Regions from separate parts of the Hordeum vulgare genome. Here region 1 is linked to region 2. The links are chromatin contacts, called in public Hi-C maps. All regions are on one chromosome and are shown on one strand. The core of a region is the stretch at or near the end of the contact, and the rest is flanking DNA. Distances in the headings are between cores, read along the strand shown. Region 1 holds the start of LOC123411756 (peroxidase 11). Region 2 holds the start of LOC123412567 (importin-9).

Region 1 (4,657 bases), core at 388-2,887, 450 kb before region 2:
GTATTCCTCCTGTGCCATTGAGTTATATGATCTTATGGTCATAGGGACAAATACTTGACACACAGAAAACAATAGCAATAAAACGACACGATCAATATGCTACGTTCATAGTTTGGGTCTAGTCCATCACATGATTCTTCTAATGATGCGATCCAGTTATCAAGTGACAACACTTGCATATAGTCAGAAAACCTTGACTATCATTGATCAACTTGCTATCCAACTAGAGGCTTGATAGGGACATCGTTTTGTCTACATATCCACACATGTATCTATTTTTTCATTCAATACAATTATAGCATGGATAATAAACGATTATCTTTAAACAGGAAATATAATAGTAACTATTTACCATTGCCTCTAAGGCATATTTCCAACATATATATGGTGGAGGTGCGGCACACTCATTCGGTTGATCGCTTCGGCATCATCATCAGGGATTTGCATGTGTTGCAACTAGCCACCTCCACTCGCCGCCGCCGACTGTGTGATCCGGACCTAGGAGTCAGCCACATAGTGTTTCTCCTACACGTGCAGATACCGTTAGAGGCGGTGCACTTGCGCCGCTCCGACGAACCTGTACGCGGGATTCGATGATCGGTTGTTCGACGGAGAGGATCCGGCAACTAGCGGTTCGAGGGAGATTGGACGAGGAGGAGACAAACCACACGGACGCGTTGCCCAACTCTACTTCCGCTGCACGACATTGCGGGTAACGATTTGTGATCCATCTCCGAAGCATGTTCTTGGTTGTTCTGCTCATAGGATTTTTTTAATTTGCATGTGATACACCTACGGTAGAACCCAACAAGACTATAACTGAATGTCAATTTTATGTTAATGTCTTAGCAAGTTTTTGTATGCAATTGCCACCATTTACCTGCCATCCTATTGTTAAGCACTTATTTGATAAGAATTTATTGACTTATCAAATAAAATATTATTTAGAAGAATGATTAGAGATGGGAAAAAGAGACCTTATTGTTAAGCACATATTTCATAAGAATTTATCAACTTATCAAAGAATATTAGTATTTGGAAGAAAAAGCAGAGATGCGAGGAAAAAATCTAATATGAAAATGGTAGAGGGGACCATATATAAAGTGATTGGACAAAGAAGAGGGTGAAATGAGAACCTTTTGTTGTTTTAAAGTAGTAGATATAGAGAGAATATCATTTTATCTTGTCTATTTTTTCATCAAGAATTGTTCCTCTATGGCCTTTTAATTGTGTTGAAAACATTTCACCGTCGTGACAACACATGTAATTAGACAAATCTAAGACAAGTATTCCCTCCGTTCCTAAATATAAGCCTTTAAGAGTTTCCAACATGAACTACGTACAATGCAAAATGAATGAATCTACACTATAAAATGCATCTATATATATCCATGTGTAGTTCGTATTAAAATCTTTAAAAGGTCCTATATTTATAAATTGAGGGAGTAATATGGATCGAAGTATTAAAAAGAGATTGAAAGAAGAAAAGAAAGAAACGGGAAGAAAAAAAATATCTGGTCGGCCCAGGTAGACGATAGCGTGCCTCCCGTTTTAAAAAGACAATCTGGTCGGCCCACTTGGAAACGTCGCCCCAGTGGCGGCATGCGGCCCAATCCCAACGCCGTGAAAGCAGAATGGACAGGCATAGGCCGCGCCGGCGGGCGGCGGCGGCAACTTGGTCAGCGACCGCCGCCGCACGTCTACCGCCAGTTCGTTCCCCTCGACCGAGGAAGTTAGGAGGTACGCACCGCCGACGCGCGCCTTACATTACACTAGTTGCGGGTTCTGTTCATCTTGGTCGTGCTGGTTCCATGAAACGAGGAGCGAAGTGGCATACATCTTACCTCCTTCGTTTCTAGGTTTCCACGGCCTCATCATGCGTTGGTAGAAGGGATAATATTAACTAGACACGGTCAACCGGGGGGGGGGGGGGTCTAGTTTTTGCTCCCATTCACAGAGCGTTACCTGCTGCTTAGTGCTTACCAGCCAGTGCTCCTCTTTGTGTAGATTTTTAAGGTGGAAAGGAACAGGATGATTTACGGAGATTCAGAGCCATCTGCACAATATCGATGAAGGTTTACCCCCCTACCGCCTTTATCAGAATGTATTCATGGCCAATGTGGCCAAAATTGCAGTGTTGTTCTTTGAGTTATTTTCTTAGATGGAAAAGGATGCATCGGTTCAGCTTGTTACAGTTCACTAGAAAAATGGATTGCACGGGGAACGAGTGAAACCAACTTGTTGGCTTGCCCAAGAGATTCCTGGATGTGTTAGCTTTGTCCAATGCGTTGGAAGTTTGGAACCAAACTCAAGTTTTCTTTCTCCTTTCTTGAGCTCGGTTTGGGGACTGTAGAACTATCTGAGAATGAGAGGGCGCTTTTTGGTTTATTTTTTCTTGAATAGGCACGAGTGTGCGTACTATATATCAAAGGGGGGATGGGGGGAAGAAAAAAACCCTCCACGTTGGATGTTACATATTACACGTACACCCACTCCACTCGAGATCCACCTATTACACAACTAATTCCTCGCAATCGCCCACGTAGCTAATGCTTGTAGCATCGACTCCACGTCTCCCTTAAAGATACGCGACTGCTTCCAGCTTCTACCTTCTTGTTCAATCCTCCTAAGTCCTAACTAATCCGAGCATAGAAGGAGATTCCGCATCAAACACGATCGAGTTTCGATGTTTCCGTAGTTCCCAGAGGACCAGCAGCAAAATGGCTTATGTGCATTGTGCATTATATTCTGGGACCAAGTAGGCTTTTGTATGCGTTGGGGACGCAAGAAAAATGGGAACTCTTATACTCTAGTTATTTTATTTATTTCAGAAGGATTTTCGGGACTACAAGCACACTAGCAGCTGAACAAAAGTGGTGAGGATGCCATCACTCCCCCTGCGGTGAAACTCCAATCAGATTGGATGATCATAGTTATTAAGCAAATAAATACCTGGACATACTCAACCATGATCTTTCATATGTCATCTGATAAGGGAACAAGCTTTGATTCTGTTAAATCTAAGCTAGTTAGCAGAAACAAGGTGAGAACCTCGTTTATTGATGGGGGTTAGCAAAAACAAGCCTTGAGTTGAGTTACGGTTCCATTCAATTGAAGATCTATTCAAGCCACCATGATTCTTTGGTGGCCAGCTGTGTCTTCAGGTGCTCACACCCTTTTCAGCTTTGCCCTTTCTTTCTGCTGTAAAACATTATTACCCTTCCTTCATCAATGAAATCAGCTGGTAGCTATTTTTTGTCAAAGAGAAAAGAAATTCCAACGCGCCCCATAGTTATCTATGTGCCATTACATTACATCTTTTAATCGTTAAATACTGCTCTTTGTTCACTTGTAACTGAAGCGACTGAGCAAGTATCTAACATCACATATGTGCTATCTATGATTAAGTTGCACATATCCAACCATTATTCAGAGCATCGATTCGCTTGAAATACTCATACTATACCTTATCACTCTGATAAGTCCATATGCTAATACGATGCCTCATCAGAACCATGGGACAGTACTGTAGCTACTGTCAGATAGGGCCGCAGTTGAGAATGTCTGGTCCACTTCCATTTCCGCATCTGATCTTTTGGCGAAGCGGCCCTTGATCCTTGGCCGTGCTTCGGCATACGCCTTCCTTGTTGCATAACGTGTGGTCTTCTCAAACTTTCTGCTCTTCTTTTTCTCCTTGTACCTGAGGACCCTGGCTTCTCTCTCCTTGGAGCTGAAGTGAAGTGGTGTCTGAAGTGAAGGACTTGAGAAGAGACCGATGGCTCCAGCAGGTCTCAGGATGCTGGACTGGACCGTATTGTCCGGAACTATACCCGCTTCCATTGAGAAAGATATCTGAGATGGAATCAGAAAATGGTCACTTAAAATGTGTGATCATATTGATATTGCAGGTGTCAGATAATGTTTGTTGATATGTAGATGGGTTTAATTTAGTTCAACGTATAATAACTTCTTCCCTGTTTGCATGAAAAACTATGTAAACTCTGCTTAGGGATAAAACCTACACTAGACGTCTAGACTTATTAGTTACTCCTTCCGTTCACTATTATAAGATGTTCTAACCTTTTCCTGATTGGATGTATATAGCGCATTTTAGTGTGTTTGTTCGCTCATTTCGGTCCTTATGTAGTCCATCTTGAAATATCCAAAACGTCTTATAATAGTGAATGGAGGGAGTATGAAATATCTAACGATATCTCATATTCTTTCATGTAGTCATTGGTATGTATAGAAAGGTTGGTAAACAGATAGTGAAGCTTCTAGTTGGCAGTGAATTTGAGATTTTGTGTATGGAGCGACCTTTTAATTACTGAGAAAACTTGAATATTCTATGTCTAGAAAGTACACGGACTAATCAATTAATATGCCGATACTTTCTTTGTAGTGTCTATGACAACAGTTCCATTTTAATTAGTGTACTTTCCTAGTGATGAATTGTGCACTTCTCTAGTTGGCAGAGAATTACAGAGTTTACATATGGATTTACTTTTTAATTACTGAGCTGAATTGGATGTTCTATGTGTAAAAGTACACGAACTAATCCATTAGTCTGCCTAGGCATGGGTTGTGTACTTTTCTTTGAAGTAGCTATGTCAGCAGTTCCATTTTGGAAATAATCAGCTGAAGTTCTCTACCTAGA
Region 2 (4,812 bases), core at 1,542-4,041:
ATCATTTTTTAAGTGAAACATTGAAAAAAATAAGTTTTTGAATTTTTTGAAAAAAAGATAAGAACCATTGAAAAAAGGGAAAAATTCATGAAGGAAACAATAAAAAAGCAGATTAAAAGGAAAAGCCGGACCTAAACCATCTAGAAGGCCCACAAAACTGTTAAAAACGGACTGGAATATAGACGAAATCACTAATTAGCGAGTACTCCTTTCAAAGATCACTCCAACCCTAGGTCGCGACAAGTGGTGCACTGCATGCGTGTCACTTGTATTAACGTGTGAGTTTTTCCTTTTTCGTAGATTCGTTTTTTCAAAACGTCTTATCTCCTAAACCTTGCGTCCAAATCTCGAACAGTTTTCACCATTGGATTTCTCGCGTCGAGATCTTCAAAACTAAATCCCATGTTGATAGATTTTGATTTTTTTTACGAAAAATACCGGACCAAAAAACCATGTCTCCCGTGATAGAAAAAACAAAAAAAAAATGTTTTTTTTCGCATTTTCTCCTTTCCGAGACTCACGAAGGCAAAACCGTACCTCTCAGAGAAGCAAAATCATGCCTCTCTAAAAAAACGCAATTTTTCCTTTCTGAAAGGCACGTGCGTGCCTGTCACAAAGGCAAAACCGTGCCTCTCGCGGAAGCAAACCGTGCCTCTTGCGGAAAAAAACAGAAAATATGTTTTTCCCTTCTCGAGTGCCTCTCGCGGAAGCAAAACCCTGCCTCTTGCTAAAAAAACGAAAACATGTTTTTTCTCTTTCCAAAAGACACGATCCCGCCTCTCGTAGAAGCAAATTCGTGTCTCTCGTGGAAGTAAAACCGTGCCTCTCGCCAAAAAAACAGAAACGCGTTTTTTTTCGTTTCCGAGAGGCACGACCGTGCCTCTCGGGGACGCAAAAACATGTCTCCAGCGAAAGCAAAACCGTGCCTCTCATGAAAAAAACAAAAACATGTTTTTTCGAAAAAAAATTGAAATTTTTTTCGTCAAAAAATTAAGAATGACCGGTTAAAAACCGAAACACCAAAAAATAATAATAATAAACCAATCTAAAAAACCGAAAACGCGTGCGAGAAAAATAAAAAAACAAAATCCCAAGAAAATGCTCAAAACGTGACACGTGGCGGTGGCTGAAAACGCGCCAAGTGACAACGCGTGGGAGTGCTCTCTGGAAGGCTCCGAAAGAAGCACTTGCTAATTAGTGACTCCCGGTTCCAAAAGCAGGATCTGTAGAGCGTACATATGGCTTAAATGAGTTGGCCCATTTTTATAACGCCTCATACGCTCCTATGCGAACCAAGTACATTTGGACGCAATGAGCATCCAATAGGATCTACGCACAATGAGCCTTTAAGTTCACCTTTAAGTTCACCTTTAAGTTCAATGTAAAGTTACAAAAAATGTTTGATGGTTTATTTGAATGAAAGAGTAATTGCAATAAAGTAAATAATAACAAAAGTGCAACAAGGCATCAAGTAGCCCAATATGAATGTGATCAGAAAGTAAATAATATGAATGCAGTCAAGTCATTCTGAATAATTTTTTGATAATTTTGAATATTTTTTGGGGGAGCTATCAATATTTTTAATTTCCATTTTTTTGAAAATTTGAACATATTAAATAATTATGAACATTTTTTGAATACATTAAGATTTTGTTTGAAAAAGTACATTCTCAATCATTTTTTTAAAGTGAACAAAATTTGAAATTTTGATCATTTGAAAAAAGATAAGAACCACTGAAAAAAGAAAAAGAAAAAAGTCATGAAGGAAACAATAGAAAAGCAGATTAAAAGGAAAAGTTGGACCTAATCCATCTAGAAGGCCCACAAAACTGTTAAAAAACGGACTGAAATATAGAAGGTTCCAAAAGCAGGATCTGTAGAGCGTACATATGGCTTAAATGAGCTGGTCCATTTTTTTTCATAACGCCTCATACGCTCATATGCGAACCAAGTACATTTGGACGCAATGAGCGTCCAACAGGATCTACGCACAATGAGCCCCACACAGTAGAAAGACACGAATCATGACAATTGCATCGAATTGTTTGAGACTTAGAAATATCTTTTCTTTTGATTTGAGGGAGAGTTAGAAATATCTAGTAATATTTGCAGGAAGCTCGGAAAATACTACTATTCCCAGCTGAAAAAATGAGGAAGATAGTGGAATTCCTACCTATCTTACTTACTCCTTCCGTTCCTAAATATAATTTTTTTAAGAGGTTTCATTAAAGGACAACATATAGATGTATATAGACATAATTTAGAATATAGATTCATTCATTTTATTTAGTATATAACCTTTTAGTGAAATCTCTAAAAAGACTTATACTCTCTCCGTTTCAAAATTCTTATCTTAAGTTTGTCTAGAAATAGATGTATCTAAATACTAAGATATGGCTAGATATATTCATACATAGATAATTCTAAGACAAGATTTTTGGAACGGAATGAGTATTTAGGAACGAAGCGATTTTTCGGCGAAATTCCCCGCTATCTGTTCTTGTGTGTGTTGAGACTAAAATTCTCCAGCTATCTGGCAACTGGCATGCCCTTTCCCGCCATTCAAAATGGCAGCCGCCTCCACCAAAAAAGTCCAGCGAACGCGCACCCAACCGGCCAGCCTGGCAAGCCGGCCCAGTCCAGCGCAGCCTTTTTTTTCCCTCTCAACCCGCTCGCGCTCTCCCCATTTCCTCTTCTCCCCGGCCGCCACCACCCCTGTCTCCTCTCCTCTTCCGCCCACCCTCCGCTCCCGTATAAAAACCCTAGCGCAAAACCCCCAAATCCCCCCACCATTCCCACCACCCGCCCGCCCGCCTTCCCCGCGCGATCCCGCTCAAACCAAAATCAGCCCCGGTCAACCAAAAGGCGACCGCGCCGAGCTCCAACCCAGGCGAGGTCGTCGTCGTCGTCGTCGGCGGCGGTTGCGGTCAAAGATCGGTTGCAATGGCGGCGGACGGGGACCAGCGGTGGCTCGTGGATTGCCTGACGGCCACCCTCGACACCGCCCGCGAGGTCCGCGCCTTCGCCGAGGAGTCGCTCCGCCAGGCCTCCCTCCAGCCAGGTTCGCATTCGCCCCACCCCTCGCTCGGTTACTGCCCTTGCCGGATCGAGGCCGCTTCTGCTCCGAGTAGGTGGCCACGCTCTGTTGACCATGTGGGAGTGCGAGAGCGTCGAATTTGATCCCTCCTAGATGCGCCAGCGACTGCTTCGCAGTGTCCTAAAGCTCCCGTGCCCCATGCCACTGCTGTTAAGGAGATGCCTGGCAGATGCAATTGCCTAAATACTACCCATGGAGCTGCTTAACTTCTGTTGCGGCAACTGCTCTTGACCTGTTGCGCTGAGCACCATTGCAGTAGTGGAGTAAATTACACAAAACCAACACTTTTGAGTCAGTCTAGTGGAAAACAACCGCCTTAATTTGTCTCTCTCTCCACAAAACCACCATTCTCGAGACTAACTGTTGCAGGTAGCGCCTGTTCTCGATTGGCTGCGTTTGGCTTGAGCTAAACACCAAAGTAATGGCCCTGAACCACTGTCAGGGTAGATGTGGCATCTCACATGGACAATCCACATATTTAGATGTAGGCTCCAACATATCATTCTCATTTCTTTCCCTTCTCTCTATTCTCTCCAAAATGAGATAAATGCATGGGCGGTCCTCAAAGTTTCCGAGATGTGTCAAGTTGGTCCCAAATCTTTGAAAATGCACGTCTGGGTCCTAAATGTTACGTAAGTGATTCATTCCAGGTCCTTTTCTCGTCTGACCAGCTTTGACCCACGCCACGTGGACAGTGGGGCGTGTGGCGGGAGAATTCCCGCGCCTGGCCGTTGGAAACTTTGCATCTGAACCCTTATAAGCCTCGGTCTTTCTATTCCCCAGTCCCTAGGTTTGCTCTCCCTTAGCTCTGTTATCCCGCCGCCATGTCTCTCGCCGGAAGCTCGTCGGGTGGCAAGACATTGAAGTACAAGGCTTCCTCGTCGGTTGCACCTTTCCCAGTAGCTTCACCTGCGACGGCAGCATATGTTCAGTAATAAGTCACACTTTGGAAGTGGATCAAAGAAAGCTTTGCACCAATATCTTGGGTCAATTGCATCCAAGTACTGCCATGCTTGCTCATCCAGCACCTTCATCTCCTCCATGTACTTCTGCCAATCTGCCTCATGGGTAGCTCTTGCAATTTGCCACAATTTGTTTTTGAAGATGTCACCTTTCCAGTTCTTAGCAAAGTTTTGATGCAGGTGTCTTACACAAAATCTGTGTTGTGCATCAGGCCACAATGCATTTACAGCATTTATCAATCCCTGCAGATAACAGTCCACAAATAAGCATAAATAAGCAAAACAGGGCAATAAAGAGACATAACATGGCCTAAATAAAGACACATAACATGGCCTAAATAAAGAGACAAAACGAGCAATTTTGCCATCGACATAAGATTTGGACGAGCCTAATCTGCAAAAGAATCCACCATAGTTGATTTCTACTGTGAAGAGCTCCTCAAGTGGGCCTAAATATCACGAATCTTGTCAAAATCTACAGCTAATTTGAGCTACTTCGGATGGGCGGCGAGAAAGTGGTTGCGATAGGGTTAGGTTTCTTACTGTAGCGCGGCAGAGGATCGCCGGGTCGCCGCAGCACGAGCCCCTTGCTTGCGGGCGCCATTCATGCGGCCGCCGCGTCGGGGCGACCGCCTTAGCTATCTGCCCGCCGGAGGCGCAACATCACCGCCGCTGGTCGCCTCCCAAATTGCCAGAGAGAGAGAGAGGGGTTGGAGAGGAACGGGACCGTGGACGCTACTGAATGAGATTTGG

The links. Hi-C and Micro-C count contacts between places; a contact is called where the count stands out from the background.
Region 1: a Hi-C map of leaf shows a contact between it and region 2, with 5 times the contacts expected there. The contact joins the promoter of LOC123411756 here to the promoter of LOC123412567 in region 2. A contact is called at or near these places in 5 of 6 Hi-C or Micro-C datasets (leaf and seedling) and 1 of 1 datasets of contacts at active chromatin or transcription factors (embryo).

The regions. Positions count from the first base shown.
Region 1 is chr7H:121,696,415-121,701,071 of MorexV3_pseudomolecules_assembly, reverse strand. It overlaps LOC123411756 (peroxidase 11), which reads left to right and starts at 1,637. Exons shown (of 9, transcript XM_045104721.1): 1 at 1,637-1,740; 2 at 2,008-2,075; 3 at 2,832-3,164. LOC123411755 (zinc finger protein HD1-like) reads right to left here. Exons shown (of 2, transcript XM_045104720.1): 2 at 3,159-3,852. The coding sequence ends at 3,508.
Region 2 is chr7H:121,251,607-121,256,418 of MorexV3_pseudomolecules_assembly, reverse strand. LOC123412567 (importin-9) reads left to right here and starts at 2,791. Exons shown (of 33, transcript XM_045105517.1): 1 at 2,791-3,061. The coding sequence starts at 2,944.